3 separate regions of the Ovis aries genome follow, and all the other regions are linked to region 2. A link is a contact called in public Hi-C data. All regions are on one chromosome and are shown on one strand. Each heading gives the region's core, a stretch centred on a gene start, on an enhancer-like site or on the middle of the called end of the contact. The rest is flanking DNA. Distances are from core to core; before and after follow the strand shown. Region 1 overlaps SORBS2 (sorbin and SH3 domain containing 2). Region 2 has its middle 30 kb from the start of TLR3. Region 3 holds the start of CCDC110 (coiled-coil domain containing 110).

Region 1 (2,700 bases), core at 139-2,638, 280 kb before region 2:
CAATTATCTTCTGTTACTTTAGAAGCTTTGATTTGTATATAGTAATTGACATGTTAATTACAATCATATAAAATATTGAGCAAGTTATCTACATGCTGTGCAAGGCATAAGGAAACTTAAACCCTCAATAAGCTCATAGGACATCTCTGGAAAAGAGACATGATTAGAATTATGATTGAAAATAATTGGTAACATGATAAAGGCCACATGCAGAAACTTATATTGGGAAGTAAGATTTTAGAAGATGGTTGATAGGTTGGAGAAGATATAAAAAACCGAGGGCACTAGTGTGAGCCCCGAAGGATCGTTTGGGCGGGTAGGGGAAGAGGTTGTGGAGATAGCAGAGGAAAAAAAGAGGCTCAAAGTGCAATGCATAGAACAGCACCATGCAAGGTTAGTAAATGGGGAAGAGACTGATTAGAGTTGCTTTGTCTACTGATTAAATGGTAAAGCTCTCTAGAGGGCTCTGTGAGTTGATAGGTAACTGCTCTTCGATTTGTTAATTATGCATGGATACAAACCTCAGTATGAACAATAATTATAAAAATTCTGAATTTCCTGCCACCTCAGTCTTTTGAGCTATTACTAATTTCACCCCTCTCCTTCTCTTGGAAGCTCATGCACATTGGCTATGACAAATAAGATACAGTCTCTACACTTTGTTTTGCCTCAGTTCCACAGTTAGACTTCAACTGTAGTGCTTTTTAAGAAAACAACAGACCCAAAATGGAGTCACTCATGCTAAGCCCCACATCATGAAACCGAGACTTAAACTTAGTTATAGTTTTGACTCTCCTAGAAACAGAATCTTAAACCAGTCCATCAGAAACTGCCTGGTCAGCATGAGTTAAACACTCTGCTTGACAGACCTCTACCCTCCCGTCAAGGAGAGTGACCTTGAGGCAACGTGCTGGCTTTTCTCCTTGGTATGATTTCCTTGTTCCCGCTTCCCTCTGCCTATTTAAATTCTTTCCTTGAGTTCAGCTCCTAGGAGGTCCTTTCGGTCTGCTGGATTGAATGCCACCTGATTCATGAATTGTCATATAAAGTCAATAAGATCTTTGAAATTTTCTCAATTGTGTTTTGCATTTTAACAGGCTAAACCCAAGAGGGGAGTTGGGAGGACCTGTGACCAGAATATAAAAGTTGAGGGACTCTTAGGTGGCCGCCTGCTATCATCGAGAGGAGTGAGAGCTGAAAGCCAGATTCTTGAAGCTTGTTGAGCTTGTTCTGCTTGTATTTTTTTTTTTTTTCTCTATTTGTCCTTGGACGCTAGTAGCAAAATCCTCAACAGTTAAAAAGGCCAAAGTGCTGGCCTTCAAGTGTCACGGAGAGGGCAACCTCATCTAGTTCAGGGGCCAGGCTGACCCAGGGGACCCTGACAGGAGGCCGCAGCTGCCAAAGGGGACGTAGGCCTCCAAGCCTGCTCTAAGAAGGGAGTACAGACACAGTGCTGTAGTCCTGAGCCCGGAACTGGCAAGTGACCGGAGGCCCTGTGCAGGATCCCCTGATGTGATATTTAGAAGACAGCTGTAATCAGAAACATTTTTTAGGGGCCCCTCATTCTAGCCTGCAACCGTTCCCAAGATACCAGCTCACAGAAACACTAGTGGAAACGCCCGGGGCTGAAGCCGTTCCATCATGACCACTGGCAACTCTCAGTCAGAAAAGTGGTCTGGCAAACTGGGATTTTTGAAAAGCTTTCTGCGAATGGTTGCATTTGGAGCAAAAGCATGGACAGGGTCACAAAATACTTTGCTTGACTGTTTTACTGTGAAGTGTACTCCGAAAGATCTTAACGCAATTGTAATGATTCTTTACTGATAAAAGGAGACCTTTGTCTTACTTTGTACCCCCATTACAGTGTGCTCTTCCCTGCTGTCCTTCATATTTTGGTTAAACATTCCTGAAGCCGAGAATAAACTAACAGTGGGGGTGAAGCAGATAAAATAGTATTCGTTCTCATTTGCATGAGAAAAGATGCACCTTTTTTTGTTACACATGCTGAGAAAAGAAAGAGACACACACACACACAAAAGCATCTTCCTAATTGTAGAAACTGAAATCGTGCACTCAGAGTGGTTAAAAAAAAAGTGGGAAGTTCTTCCACGCATGGCAAGGCACAGTGTATTCATGGCAAGCAAGGAAACCAGCCTACCTGCATTATATGTATAAGGAGTATTATACATGTCTGTGTCATCATCTAGAAAACGAAACATAAATATTATGGTAATACAGATTCGGTCACCACATCCTATCGAGATGGCAGAAACAACAGATCTGTTAGAAAGCTAACATGGTTTGCCTAGTTCATAATACCATTTAAAAATTTTCAAATATTACATTTTGGTTTGTTTTGCTGGGCCTCAGCAAATTGACTTCTCTGGGCTGTAACAGCTTTGCTCTGCTGCCCACTTCACAGCATACGGACGTCAGTCCCTTTCCCCTCTTTCCACCTGTTCTGGATCATGAATTTCCTTTGGTAAGTGCTTTAGAGATCTCTTATCAGCTTGGTGAGACCCAGCTATGGCCCACTCTCTTGACACGGGGTGGATCTGTGTGATCAGAGGAATCCTGAGTCTGTTTAAGCAGACAATAGCCAGGCTTGTTTATACTGTGAACAGGGAAGGATGAACGGATAAGGCCAGAACCTCTGGTACTCTTCGAGGGTCATCTTCTAAGAGGCTTTCTGGCAGCTCA
Region 2 (2,788 bases), core at 15-2,514:
GACTTAACCTGTAAATAAGATATGGTGTTCCAGTATTCTTGCCTGGAGAATTCCATAGACAGAGGAGCCTGCTGGGTTACCGTCTATGGGGTTACAAAGCATCAGACACGACTGAGGAACGGAGCACGCACACACGTGGCTTCATCTCGTTGCAGAAATTTCGCAGACCCGTAGTTAATATCTGCTGTCAGCGTTGTAACCGGCACCAGCCATTCTGGCCCTGAAGCCAGGCAAATTTAAGGATCATTTCTTTCCACAGTAAAAAGTTTTACAGGCTACTTTTATATCCTCCTAGAAACACTCAGTTGTAGTGCAGTTGTGAGAAACATCTCTCCCCCTACACACCCACAGAGGCATTTAAAGCATCAGGAAAAGTACGTTATACTTAAGGTACAGCAATATATTTTTTATGTAGTGGTTTTTATATAGTATTTTTATGTCATAGTTAATCACAGGAGCAGAGAATTGTTTAACTCTCCTCCTCTCCTACCCCTTGTAATTTTTTTTTTTTTTTGATGTCTAATAACGTGATCAGAGCAATACATTCACTGTTCTCTCTAGGAAATGAATCAGGCTAAAAATCTTTGCGCCTATGGTAACAATTACTCATTGATAGCTTAACACTTAGGAAGAGGACTCAAGGTTTTCAAGATTTAGTTAGAGCCCCCACATGGAAACTGGCGAGTGAAAAGAGACACTGTCTCCTTCCTTCCACCCAAACCACACCACCTGGTTTAGAGGCCAATCATCTCTAGTGCTTGGGGCTGGCAAATGAGACACTGTCCAGAACTGGGGATCCAAAGCCATGTCCCTAACAATGACTGCGCCAGTACACCCTGTGAGGTAGTGGTAAGTGGTACAGACCGATTGCAGGATTCCAGTCTTTTCTCTTAGAGTTCAGTTCATTCGCTCAGTCTTGTCTGACTCTTTGCGACCTCATGGACTGCAGCACGCCAGGCCTCCCTGTCCATTGCCAGCTTCCAGAGTTTACTCAAACTCATGTCCATTGAGTCGGTGATGCCATCCAACCGTCTCATCCTCTGTCATCCCCTTCTCCTCCTGCCTTCAATCTTTCCCAGCATCAGGGTCTTTTCCAAGGAGTTAATTCTTCGCATCAGAGTGGAGACTGGTTAAGATGTGCAGAGAGCAACACTGCACTCTAGTGGTCACAGTGAGAATTGGCTGTCGAGGCACTTGTTTTTCTCTAGCTGCCTGATGCTGCCAGTAACTTCCAGAGCAATCTGCTGCCACCAAAGTGAAGGAAACAATGGATACAATTTACAGGATAAAATTCAGGCCCAAATAACCCTGGTCTTGTCTGACTTGTCTGGGTAATGACTGCCTGATCTGATGCAGCCTCTGGGGAAGTGAGTCATTGTCCATTTTATTCATAATTCAGCTTTTCTAATGACAAATCCAAGATGCCTCTGTCTCTATCGATTATGTATGTAGTTTTTCATCAAATGAGGCACTAATGTCTGCTGTACATCCCCATGGCATTATGATTAGGATCAAGTAAAGTATATGAAAACAGTTTAAAAGTATAAAGCTCTGACCGAATGTTGTTATTGAGGAAAATGAATGTTTATCTATTTTCATTGAAAACAATTTGCTAATTCAACCCTGTATTTTAGGATTTTTACCTACAGGTAAAACATAATAATGAAAAATTTATGTATACACACACATACATACACACACACACAAGTAATGGAAACAATTTATATTCTATGCAATTTTCTGCCTTCTAGACCTACTAATGAAAAGTCTTGCCAGGAAGAAAATGTTTAATTGATGATTTTAAACTTTGAGAGATATACATGCTTACCCTTTTGTGATTCACCCAAAGGGATTTTCTTTAAGGATTGTATATCCCTTATTTTCAGAGGAATTTTTTTTTAAATATCTTTAAGTTTCAGGAGTTACAACTTGTTCACTGTGTCATCTGACTTCTCATTTTATAGATGAGGATGCTGAGGTCCAAAGTGAGATTCATGGCCATAGCTTTAAATGGCTTTGCCAGGTAGAAGACAAAATGAAAATAAAATTGGTTATTTCCGTAGGATCACCATCTAGTGAACACTGCTTATGCAAAGAAAATTAAGAAAGTGTGTCAATTAAAAGATCCTCATAGCAATCTTCTCTACCAATTTCTTCCCATTTCTGTACATTTTCAATCCATATTTTTATTACTATTAAAGTAGGCAACAAGGCGACAAAGGAGCAATGCCCCCAGTGGTGTTTACCCAGTGTAGTGCCACCACTATCATAAGCACACATACGCTCAGTGTGGAAGGAAATAGACAGCAGAGAGAGTTGCCCCAGGTCGGTAACAGTAGCTTCCTGCTAAGTGTCACCACCAGATGAGCTTGTTTTAAATCACTTCCAGGTCATTAAAATACAAAGAAGAGCATGATCATAAATAATAGCTTGGATTGATGAATTTTCCCCTACATTAGGGTTAAAAATTGGGTGGTGACTCTTGGGTTCAAAGTATGTAATGTAATGGTTATTTGTTTTTTATTTTTTTATCTTTTTTGCCTTCACTGGAAAAATATCCTCAGTAAAATCTCAGATTCAGAAGCAAAACAAGAGGACACACTCTCATCTGCTGGGCTGGGGAAAGATAGAATATGAAAGAACGTTTCCAACCAGGAAAACAATTGCTTAACGTAATTGGCGGGGGGCGGTGGGGGGGAAGGGTTCTTTTATAATGACTTCCAGATATTGAAAGTCATGTCAGGCAAAATTGACAGCTATCTTACTTCCTGCTTGTTTGAAAGCTCAA
Region 3 (2,799 bases), core at 171-2,670, 440 kb before region 2:
AACAAAGCCTTTGTGAAGGTCCCTGGTTTCTGAAGGTGGACAAACCTGTCCTGACCTCAGATCTCCGGTTACTTCTCCCAGCCCCTCTGCGTGGAGATGGCCCACGTGTCCTGTGTGGCTTAGGGACAGCTGTAGATCTGAACGTGGCCCATTAGTTTAGAGACAGCCTCCCGCCCCCAGCACTCTGCACCTCTCCTGACATCTCTCATGAACACCAGGCCCCTCTGAGAGCCCTGGAGCCTCCTGCAGCCTCTCTGGAGGAAGCCAGACTCCAACTTCAGAGTGCTTAGATGCTCCCCCACCCCCGCACATCTTATTCATGGTTTATATGGAGCTTGAAAACTGCGGCTCTTTAATTATTTCAAACACCCTCCCTATAGTGTATACACCCTTCCAGTAGTCCACAGATATTTACTATAAAAGCAGTTCTTTTGGAAAGAATTGCTATCTTTTTAGTGATTGTCCAGACAAATCAGCAATTTCTTATTTGATATTCAGAGAAGCAGTATAGTGTAGCAGGTGTGTTAAGGCCTGGACATTTGCAGCTACCCTGCTGAATGCTGGCTCTATCACTTGCTGTGTGACCTTGGGGAGTTAGTTAACCTCTCTGTGCCTCAGTTTCCTCACCTGTAATATAACAGTCGTACCTACTTCATAAGGTTGTTGTGAAGATTAAGTTGATCCATTTAAGTGCTCAGGACCGCACGTGGCCCAAAGGAAATGTTCTGTGTTAGTTACTCTTAGTACCAGCCGAACAGTTACCGGAAGTGCATCAGCTGGGCCAGGGGATTTAGGCGGCGTACTGGTTGCTACGTCATTTATTGTAGTTTTGCTACAGTAAAAAGGCAGAAGCATCACTGCGGGCCGAGCTTGGCCGTTTTTTTTTTTTTTTTTTTTTTACCTGTTTCACTGCTACCATTTTCCTTTACTCCCTCAGAAGAATTTAGGATCTTGGATGCTGAAAGGAGGACGCAGTCAACCTCATCCTCTTCCTCAGGACGCTTTTCTGTAATAAAACAGCACTGGGCTTCAGCCTTTTGGCTTTGCCGGGAAGAGGGAAACGAGGCCTGGGGAGGAGGGTGACGAGGCCTGGGGATGCGGGCGCGGGCGCGCTGAGCGGCCACCGGAGGGCGCGCTGGGCCGGAGGCTGGGCGGGCGCCGGGATGCCTTCCTCCTGGCCGGCGGAGGTGCGCGGCTGGTCCTGCAGATCCGCACCCCAGACCGGACTCGCTCTGGGAGTAAAGGGGCCGGGGTCGGGGAGGCGGCGCTCTCCAGTACCCGTCCACCTCCCAGGGCGCCCCCTCAAAGGCCAGTTCCACCCCAGCCTGGCTCTTACCCGGGCTCATTTCTGCTACTCAAGGCCTCTTCCCAACTGCCTTCCCTCCTCCCAGGCATTCTGCTCGGTTGCTGCTAGCCCAGGCATCTCGTTGCTTGGCAACGGGGTGGAGGGGACCGCGCGAGGGGCAGTGGGGGCGCGCGCAGCGGTGGAGGTGGGAAGGAGAAAGATGCGCGCTGGGGTCTGGGGTCCCGGGTCCCAAACGCCCGCCCCGCCCGAGCGGCGCCTGCAACGGTCGCGTGTTGGGAACGTCCCACCTTCGCTGCTGCTGCTAAGTCGCTTCAGTCGTGTCCGACTCTGCGACTCCATAGACGGCAGCCCACCAGGCTCCTCTGTCTAGGGGATACTCGAGGCAAGAATACTGGAGTGGTTTGCCATTTCCTTCTCCACCAACCTTTGCTGTGCCCCCCAAATCCAGTGACAAACTCATTAGGGTGCCCCCCTCCCTGCCCCCCCGCGTCTCCCCGGCTCATTCAGAAATTGATCAGACTCTGACTTAACGCAGCACCTGTTGAGCCGAAGTTGTGTGGACAGAGCGGAGTGTTTGGAGAGACACAGACACCTAAGAACTCCCCTCCTGCTCTGATCTCTCTGATTGCCATTTCATTGTTTTATTGTCTTCGGTTCCTCTTGTTTCAACCCATCTGTCAGGTCAGTTTCAGCGACTTGAGATTCAAGCTATCCTAGACAGGGACATCTATTTGCTGCGGTTAAAAGAAGACCCCTATTTCCAGTAATGAACTTACAATAGCAGTGTATTGAAACGTCCACATTAGAGCGGTCGCAGAGGCACCAATCTTCGTTTGTAGAGCATGCTGCTTTCCTGTGCGGCTGGGTAAACCACTTGTAAAAGACGGATGTTGCCTTGGAAGCAGGGGCTTGTTCAAGTAAAGACGGGTTGACCCTGGCCACAGTCAATCCCCTTGCCCATCAGAAAATGGAGCTCTTTAAGTGAAACTATTAAATGAGTATATGTTATTATTTTGTGATAACAGCCATTATAGATGGAATATGAAATAATTGAAAGTTCAGATTTTAAGTCACAGTAAGGAATTTCAAGTCATGATGGAATAATTTATTATGTAATAATTATGTGCCTCGATTTCATGGAAATTAAGTTCTTTATCATAGTTTCATTGTTTACTAGCTGTAAATTTCTTGTTTCCTAGCCTATAGAAATGGCCTCTGGAAGATTTGGCCATCTTTTTTGTGGTGTTGTAGACAGTTTTGGCAAACTGTAATTTTGAGAACTTAGGTTCTCCACTGATGATTGATGGTGACAAAGTTAACTTTTTCTGAAGGGCTGCAAACATTTTCATCAATGTATCTGTCAAATTGCTCTTCTGAATAAACTTCAGTATTTTGAAGGGAGAATGTAGACAAAAAAGCATTACATTTTAGGAAGTTAATCACTATACTAATGAAATTTCCATAACAAATAAGAAATTACTAGAAAATAGTTT

The links. A called contact is a pair of places that touch in the nucleus more often than the background predicts.
Region 1: a contact with region 2 is called in a Hi-C map of mixed tissues, with 2.5 times the contacts expected there. The contact joins two enhancer-like sites. A contact is called at or near these places in 10 of 16 Hi-C or Micro-C datasets (blood, hypothalamus, liver and 5 more).
Region 3: a contact with region 2 is called in a Hi-C map of hypothalamus, with 4 times the contacts expected there. The contact joins the promoter of CCDC110 here to the enhancer-like site in region 2. A contact is called at or near these places in 7 of 16 Hi-C or Micro-C datasets (hypothalamus, liver, mixed tissues and 3 more).

Annotation. Positions count from the first base shown.
Region 1 is chr26:15,046,078-15,048,777 of ARS-UI_Ramb_v3.0, forward strand. The region is part of intron 9 of SORBS2 (sorbin and SH3 domain containing 2); the gene reads right to left. All of the region lies in intron 1 of LOC121818050 (a long non-coding RNA gene), which reads left to right. Among named protein-coding and RNA genes, the nearest start is that of TRNAG-ACC, 78 kb to the left of the region's middle. Within about 2 kb of position 1,389, at least 7 of the 54 cell types and tissues checked have an H3K27ac peak or open chromatin away from gene starts, as enhancers often do.
Region 2 is chr26:15,330,882-15,333,669 of ARS-UI_Ramb_v3.0, forward strand. No RefSeq gene overlaps it. Among named protein-coding and RNA genes, the nearest start is that of TLR3, 30 kb to the right of the region's middle. Within about 2 kb of position 1,265, at least 16 of the 54 cell types and tissues checked have an H3K27ac peak or open chromatin away from gene starts, as enhancers often do. A contact at or near this core is called in hypothalamus and liver, where this site is marked.
Region 3 is chr26:14,893,225-14,896,023 of ARS-UI_Ramb_v3.0, forward strand. It overlaps CCDC110 (coiled-coil domain containing 110), which reads right to left and starts at 1,421. Exons shown (of 7, transcript XM_060407060.1): 1 at 1,337-1,421; 2 at 902-1,006. The coding sequence starts at 1,346.